2 separate regions of the Triticum aestivum genome follow, and region 2 is linked to region 1. Evidence: chromatin contacts called from public Hi-C data. All regions are on one chromosome and are shown on one strand. The core of a region is the stretch at or near the end of the contact, and the rest is flanking DNA. Distances in the headings are between cores, read along the strand shown.

Region 1 (3,730 bases), core at 291-2,790:
AAGATGTCTAATTAGGCTTACTATAGTATTTTGACGGGGATGGCGAGTTTCGGGTTCGGGTATTGCTCAAACGGTTTTAAACCCGCGAAACGTATCGGGTTTTATATTTTACTCAGAAGTAGCCCCATGGGGTTAAAAAGACGCCCATCCCCGTCCCCTAATAGAGTAAAAACCCGCGGGACGTGAGTTTCGGGGCCCTATTGCCATCTTGAGGTGGAACAGGCCACAAAGTCCGAAACTGACCAAAGCCTACGTGCTCTTCTTAGAGAAGAAGAACTAAAATGGGCCTTGGGTGCTAAGGTTCTCAAGGTTGCCCAAGGGAATGACAATACACAATTTTTTCACATGATCGCGAACGATAAACATATGAAGAAGATAATCATCCAGCTTTAACAGGACGAGGGGACCGTGGTGGGTCATGAGAACCTCAAGTCAAATATCTCCAACTATTACAAACAACTTTTCAGGCCGCCGGTTGAGAATAAGGTCTCCCTAGATGAGTTTGTATTGGGAGATATCCCTCAGCTACGAGCGGATGAAAATGAGATTTTGTCTGCACCGTTCACTGAGAAAGAGGTTTTCGATGCAATTTCTCAAATGAAACCAAATAAAGCACCGGGACCAGACGGCTTCCCTGCAGCGTTTTACAGGAAATGTTAGCATATTATTAAGGGATAATTGATATTGTGCCCTTAGTTGCGTCCCACTCGACTGATTTGCCCTTAATTTTGAAAAAACCCGTGGTCCTGCCCAAGTGCGTTTGGTCCTCTTATGTTTTTGCCCTTCAATCCCAATTCCGTCCGGTCAAAGGCAGTTGACTATTTGGGAGACCATTTTTTGGACCATTTTTTCCCTTCCTTACAAGTTTAGTTAAAAATCAAAGAAAAAAGTTACACTTACATGTGGGACCCAATTAAATACAATAGAAAAAAGCCTTCCCTCTCTCTTCCTCATGGGACCCACACCCCCACCCACCTTCCTATCTTCTTCCTCCCCCAACTCCTCCCCGACCTCCATCCCGGCCATGGCACCCTGAGCCTCGCCACCGGTCGCCTGTCCCTACCCGACCTCCATCCTGGCCGGATCCAGTCTAGTCGAAGCCTCCATGCCCCGCGCCGGTCCGGCCTCCCCTCCATCGCGCTGCCGAGCCCCTGCCTTCATGCCCCAAGATCTGCGTCGCCATCCCTGGATCCACCTTGTCTTGGTGGCTCCGGCGGATTCAGCCGCGGGAGGCTCGGGCCTCCGGGCACCTACCTCGGCCACCTAGCTGGATGACGACCTTGGCGACGTCGCGCGACGCAGCGCTCCGGCGTGGCTGTGAGGCAGATAGGCGAGGTGCAGGTGCTCCGGCGACGGGAACGATGAGGAACTGCGGGGATCTGGACGTGGCCGAAGCGGGGCGGATAATCCGGCGATGGAGGCGAACTCATCTGTTCGCCGTCGACTTGCCGGAGCGGCGAGGTGGTTGGGGCTTACAGGAGCTCCAGGAGGCTGGCGCTCGCGGGAGCGGGCATGTGGCCGCTCGACTGCGATGACACAACCGGGCCAGGAGGGCCAAATATGGGCCATGCGGGTCGCGGTGGTGGTGGTTGGCTGGGAAGTTCCAAGCGGCAAGGGAAAAATGGTCCAAAAAGTTGTCTCCCTAATAGTCAACTGGCTTTGACCGGAAGGAATTGGGACGGAAGGGCTAAAACATAGGAGGACCAAACACACTTAGACAGGACCATGAGTTTTTCAAAATTAGGGGCAAATCAGTCGAGTGGGACGCAACTAAGGGCACAATATCAATTATCCCTATTATTAAGGATGATCTTATGCCTATGTTTCATGATTTCTTTAGTGGTCACCTGGAACTGTTTCATCTTAACTTTGGTTTGATTATGCTTTTGCCAAAGAAAGAAGAAGCGGTCCACATCAAGCAATTCAGGACGATTTGTCTTCTGAATGTGAGTTTCAAAATATTCACGAAAGTGGGTACTAATATACTGACACAAATCGCTCATTCGATTGTACAATCGAGTCAGATGGCTTTTATGCCGGGAAGGCATATCCTAGAAGGGGTTGTTGTCCTCCATGAAACTCTACATGAAATCCATTTGAAGAAACTAGGCGGGGTTATCTTCAAAGTGGATTTCAAGAAGGCATACGATAAAGTTAAGTGGCCTTTCCTTCAGCAGACAATGCGTATGAAGGGTTTTAATGAGACATGGCGGAACCAGCGGATTCTCTTGTCCAAAGAGGTAGTGTCAGAATAAAGGTTAATGATGATATTGGACATTATTTTCAGACTCATAAGGGCTTGAGACAGGGGGATTCGATGTCTCCTCTCTTGTTTAATATAGTGGCTGATATGTTGACCGTTCTGATCGGTAGGGCCAAAGAGAACGGCCTAGTTGGTGGACTTGTCCCACATCTAGTCGATGGGGGAGTATCCATACAATATGCCGATGACACTATTCTTTTCATGGAGCATGACATTGCAAAGGCTCGGAATATGAAACTAGTGTCATGTCTCTTTGAACAATTGTCGGGACTAAAAATTAATTTCACAAGAGCGAATTGTTCTGCTTTGGTAGGGCTAAAGAGGAACAAGACACATATAAACAATTGTTCGGATGTGAATTAGGTTCTAAGCCATTCAGTTACTTGGGCATACCGATTCATCATCGCAAACTTTCGAATAAAGAATGGAAATGCATAGAAGACCAAATTGAGAAAAAGCTTAGCTGCTGGAAGGGCAAGCTAATGTTGTATGGAGGTCGGTTAGTGCTTCTTAATTCAGTATTAACTAGTATGCCGATGTTTCGGTTATCTTTCTTCGAAGTACCCAAAGGGGTACGGAAGAAATTAGACTTTTTCCAGTCTCAATTTTTTGGCAGTCAGATGACGCCGAAAGGAAATATCGCCTGGCGAGATGGGATATCATCTGCCAACCTAATGACCAGGGAGGCCTCGGTATTGAGAACCTGGTAATTAAAAATAAATGCCTCATGAGTAAATGGTTGTATACGTTATCAGTAGAGATGGAGGGTATGTGGGCACAGATCCTACTCAACAAATACTTGCAATCTAAAACTCTTGCCCAAGTGACCGTGAGACCTAATGATTCACCTTTCTGGAAAGGGCTTATGGGAATGAAAGATTTGTTCTTTCGTAGGGGAAAATTCTTGGTTTGTAATGGAACGACAACAAGATTTTGGGAGGATACGTGGTTAGGGGAGACATCTCTAGCCATACAATATCCCACCCTTTATACTATTGTACAGTGTAAGGAGGATTGCATGGGAATAGTATTACAATCGATACCCTTAAATTTCCATTTTAGGCGATATTTAGTTGGGGAGCGCTGGAACTCCTGGATGCACTTTGTACGGAGGCTGATGGAGGTTCAACTTTCCGACCAACCAGATTCGTTTCACTGTAAGTTAGCTAGAACGGTGTATTTACGGTTAAATCCATGTATGTGGATCTAATTAATTTTGGCCCAATCCCGAGATCGATACATATCTGGAGAGTTAAGGTTCCCTTGCGTATTAAAATCTTTATGTGGTTTGTCCACAAGCAAGTGATCATCACCAAAGATAATTTGTAAAGTGACAATGGGTAGGCAGTGCACGATGTTGTTTTTGTGATCACGATGAAACAATACAACACATATTCATAGATTTCCCTCTCGCGAAATTACTTTGGTGAACGATCCATATAGCCTTTAACATTATTCCTCCAGTTA
Region 2 (3,803 bases), core at 830-3,329, 230 kb before region 1:
CTGACCAGCTTTCTTCATCAGTTAATATCCTTCCAATCTACATTTCATTGTCTGGGCATGGTAATGTAGTTCATGGATTTGGAAACGTTCCAGGCAGCAGCTTATTTCACTAAAACAAAACATGCCATGAAAATAATTTTGTTCTCAACCAGTCAGACTTTCACACCAAGCAAACACAAAGGCAAAGTCAAACAGAAATGTTAGGATATATATGAACAAAGAAACTTACTCAATGTATGCCATTGGTGCAGCATCACCTATTCGTATCCTAGTTCGCAAAAGTCTTGTATATCCGCCTGCTCGATCTCTAGGATATAAAACATAAAATAAAAAAGATCAGTAGGTTCAACTTGAAAATGATATTCTCATCTGTTTCAAAATAAACAATATTCTACTCCCTCCAATCCAAATTAATTGATGCTGGTTTAGTACAACTTATTTTTTTACTAAACCAGCATCAATTAATTTGGATCGGAGGGAGTAGTATTTTTGTTTCAAAAATACATGGCTCCTACAGATATGAGGACATTTACAACATATCCTCCCTACAGACCTCTCCATTGTCTAGCAAGGTTACGTTTCTATGAGAAAAATAGTAATCCTAAGCATGCAGGAGTACTTAGCAAGGTTGAAAAGTAAATCAAAGGGATTGCCAGTTGTATTAGATCAAACTTATCCATGGCTAGCTAAAGAGACATACTTATAGCGGTAGGCCAGCTCTGTGAACAGCTTATGGACAACATCATCTCCGCGAACAAAAGCAGAAGCACGTCTTGCTGCATCCAGTGTACCCTACATAATTTATCAATATGACATGAGGTTCTGCATTTTAGCCTAGATGTAATAGTTCATTAATTAAATCAATGCAAAAATCTCGATCAGATAACAAGAGCATATGAGTTTCAGTATTTGAAACCTGAAGATAAGACTAACAAATCAATGCAACATCTTGGTTAGATAACAAGAGGCTTGAGGTCGCATATGGAATGAGATAATATTACAGAACAGAACACCATCAGGAACTTATGTTGAACCAACAAAAGAGTGATAATCAAGGATTCCCAATGTATCGAAGGGATCTTTGGCCCTATAATGAATTTTTAGCAGGCAAAAAATCAACAGTCACTAGTCACTATGCTGAAAAATAGACTGTTCAGTTTTTTTTTACAGAAACTCGAAAAACATTTACATTGTTTCTATTTCTCTGATGAGAGACTTTGAACATCTCATTCTGCTGGGAAATACTCCCTCCGTCCGGAATTACTTGTCATTAAAATGGATGAAAATGAATGTTTTCAGCCATTTTAATGACAAGTAATTCCGGACGGAGGGAGTAACATGTAAGCCTCATGATGAAAACAACCCAAAGTTATAAGGCCTGATTCTAAGCGACTGCAAACGGATTGAATGCTAATAGAACAGAACTGGGACAATAAACGACACATTCCTGGATTTAACTAGTTCTAAACTGTGTGTGCAGTTGACTACATCATGGCTGCAGACACATAGCTCCATGGATCAATGGAAATGAAGAGTTTTCAGGTCAAAAAACGTTGGGCACTAAGGGAATGGTGTTGAGTTTACATCTTTGCCGAGCTGCACCATCTGATCCGCCTTGCGCCGCACCTCCTTCGCCTGAAACACCAACCCAGAAAGGGTCACTACTACAAGACACAGATCCCGGTCCGGCAGGCAAACACCCACCGCAAAGCGATCAAACGTACCTTGGCGACGGTGGTCTCGATGCGCTCGTGCTTCACCAGCTGCGACACCATCGTCCTGCCGAAGCACACGAATCCAGAAGGAAAGTCAGCGGCACGACGACGCGGCACATATACATCACAGCGGCTAGCGGAGAGAGAAGATCAGCACTAGATACCTGAGCATGGACACGCGGTGCGCGGCGTGGCGCCCGAGCTTGCGGAACTTGCCCATGGCGTCGGCGGCGGGGGCTGAGCGGCCGGCGCGGCGGCGGCGAGGGTTGAGGGGTTTGCGAAGGTGCTCGGTCGGTGCCGCTCGGACCCGGACCTGGACACCTGCTAGGTAGGTTTGCGCTCGCGTGCCCCCCCAAGTGGTTCCGTCCTGCCTTCTGGCCCGTAAGGCCCGAAATGTCGTTCTACGTGGGCCTTAATTAGGCCGTGGGCCGTGGGCCGTGGATACACGCAAACAGAGTTCGGAACGAACTTCCCTAGAAAAAAAAGCTCGGAACGATCCATCGTGGCAGCATACGTGTTTGCTCCGTTTGTGTCCATCGACGAGCGTACCTCGTTCTCGTCGCGAACGGCTGAAGGCTGAAGCCTGAACCCCAACCTCGGCGAGCGATCGCCGGAAACATCCATCGATGGGGAACAATCTGACTAGTCCTCCCGGCCGGACCTTGGCCGATGCACGCAGAGAAGGGGTAGCCACCGTCCTGATCACCTGCCGCTGCAACCCCAGCCTGATCTGCCATCACAACCCGCCACGCGACGATCCATCAGCCGGCATACGCAGCGGCCGTCGCGAGCCGACCTGCACCCGCAGCGGACCAGCGGGCGCAGCATCGTTCGGCGACCTTCCTGCGGAGCTGCTGGCGACGATCGCGTCGAAGCTGGACGCGAAGCAGGCCGCGAGGACCAGCGTGCTATCGACCGCGTGGAGGCACGCCTGGAAGCACTCCCCCAGGCTGGCCCTCGACATGCCCCCCGCCTGCCGCGGTGCCGGGCACGGTCGGACGATGACGATCCCCGGGAGAAGCAGTACCGCGCGTTCCTCGACGAAAGGCGCCGCGAGAGGTTCGTCTACGCCGTCGACATGATACTGCGCCAGCGCCGCGGCGGCGCGGTCGAGCAGCTCGTGCTGAGGTTCGCCGTCGAGTACCTTGGGTAGTTGTCTCGCCGCCTGGACGACTGGCTTCGCCGCGCGGCCTCGGCGCGGACCAAGAGCTTGACATTCGACGTGTCGCGACGGCCTGACCAGGGGTACGGCCTATACCGGTACGAGTTCCCCTTGCAATCGCTCGTGGGTGGAGGCGGCGGCGTGTCCGGCCTGCAGAACCTTCACCTCTCCTGCGTATCGCTCAAAGCTCCGCCCTCCTCCCGGCGCATGGCTTTTCCGAAGCTTCAAAGGCTCGGTCTGCGCTCGTCCGTCGTGTCCGCTGGTGATCTGCGAGATGTGCTGTCGAACTGCCCTAATCTGGAATGGCTGGATCTGTATAGGGTCCAGCTGAACGACGAGCTCAAGTTGGAGACGCCATTGCCCCGCCTGCTATACCTCAGAGTGTCAAACTGCGGCGTGACCAAGATTCAACTCAACGCCAACAGGCTCACAACGTTCATATTCCAGGGGCATCCACTGGCTACCATCGACCTCCGCCAATCTTCAGGGCTTCGCGATGTTAATATCCACTGCTGCCAAATAACACTGCAGCAGGCTCTCGGCTCTCTGCCCTCTGCGTTCCCCATGGTGCAACAACTGTCACTGTGCTGTTTTTGTATACTACCAGAGTTCCCCTGGCGGCTGGAGAAAACCTCCATCTTTTCCCATCTGAGGCATCTTCAGTTGATCTTAAACATCGGCCATAAACACGCCGACGATACCCTCTCCATCGTGCATTTTCTGCGGGCTGCGCCGCTGCTTGAGGAGCTGGACATTTTCTTCGTGTCATGTTGCATGGATGGTGGCCAAGGACCTCTAAGGAACTTGCCCCAGGGTCAACTCGAATACAAGTGCTTGAAGAGCTTGACAGTTCGCCAGTTCAGAGCTGAAAAGAGTCAAGTAGAGCTTCTGGTACACATTGTGAAAAATGCCCCTGCTCTAGAAAT

What was found. A called contact is a pair of places that touch in the nucleus more often than the background predicts.
Region 2: a contact with region 1 is called in a Hi-C map of leaf, with 4 times the contacts expected there. The contact joins the promoter of LOC123071357 here to the enhancer-like site in region 1. A contact is called at or near these places in 3 of 5 Hi-C or Micro-C datasets (all in leaf).

The regions. Positions count from the first base shown.
Region 1 is chr3B:628,551,126-628,554,855 of IWGSC CS RefSeq v2.1, reverse strand. No RefSeq gene overlaps it. Among protein-coding and RNA genes, the nearest start is that of LOC123071355, 71 kb to the left of the region's middle. Within about 2 kb of position 1,540, at least 8 of the 8 cell types and tissues checked have an H3K27ac peak or open chromatin away from gene starts, as enhancers often do. A contact at or near this core is called in leaf, where this site is marked.
Region 2 is chr3B:628,785,864-628,789,666 of IWGSC CS RefSeq v2.1, reverse strand. It overlaps LOC123071357 (50S ribosomal protein L17), which reads right to left and starts at 2,079. Exons shown (of 6, transcript XM_044494896.1): 1 at 1,880-2,079; 2 at 1,725-1,779; 3 at 1,585-1,635; 4 at 701-792; 5 at 230-307. The coding sequence starts at 1,935.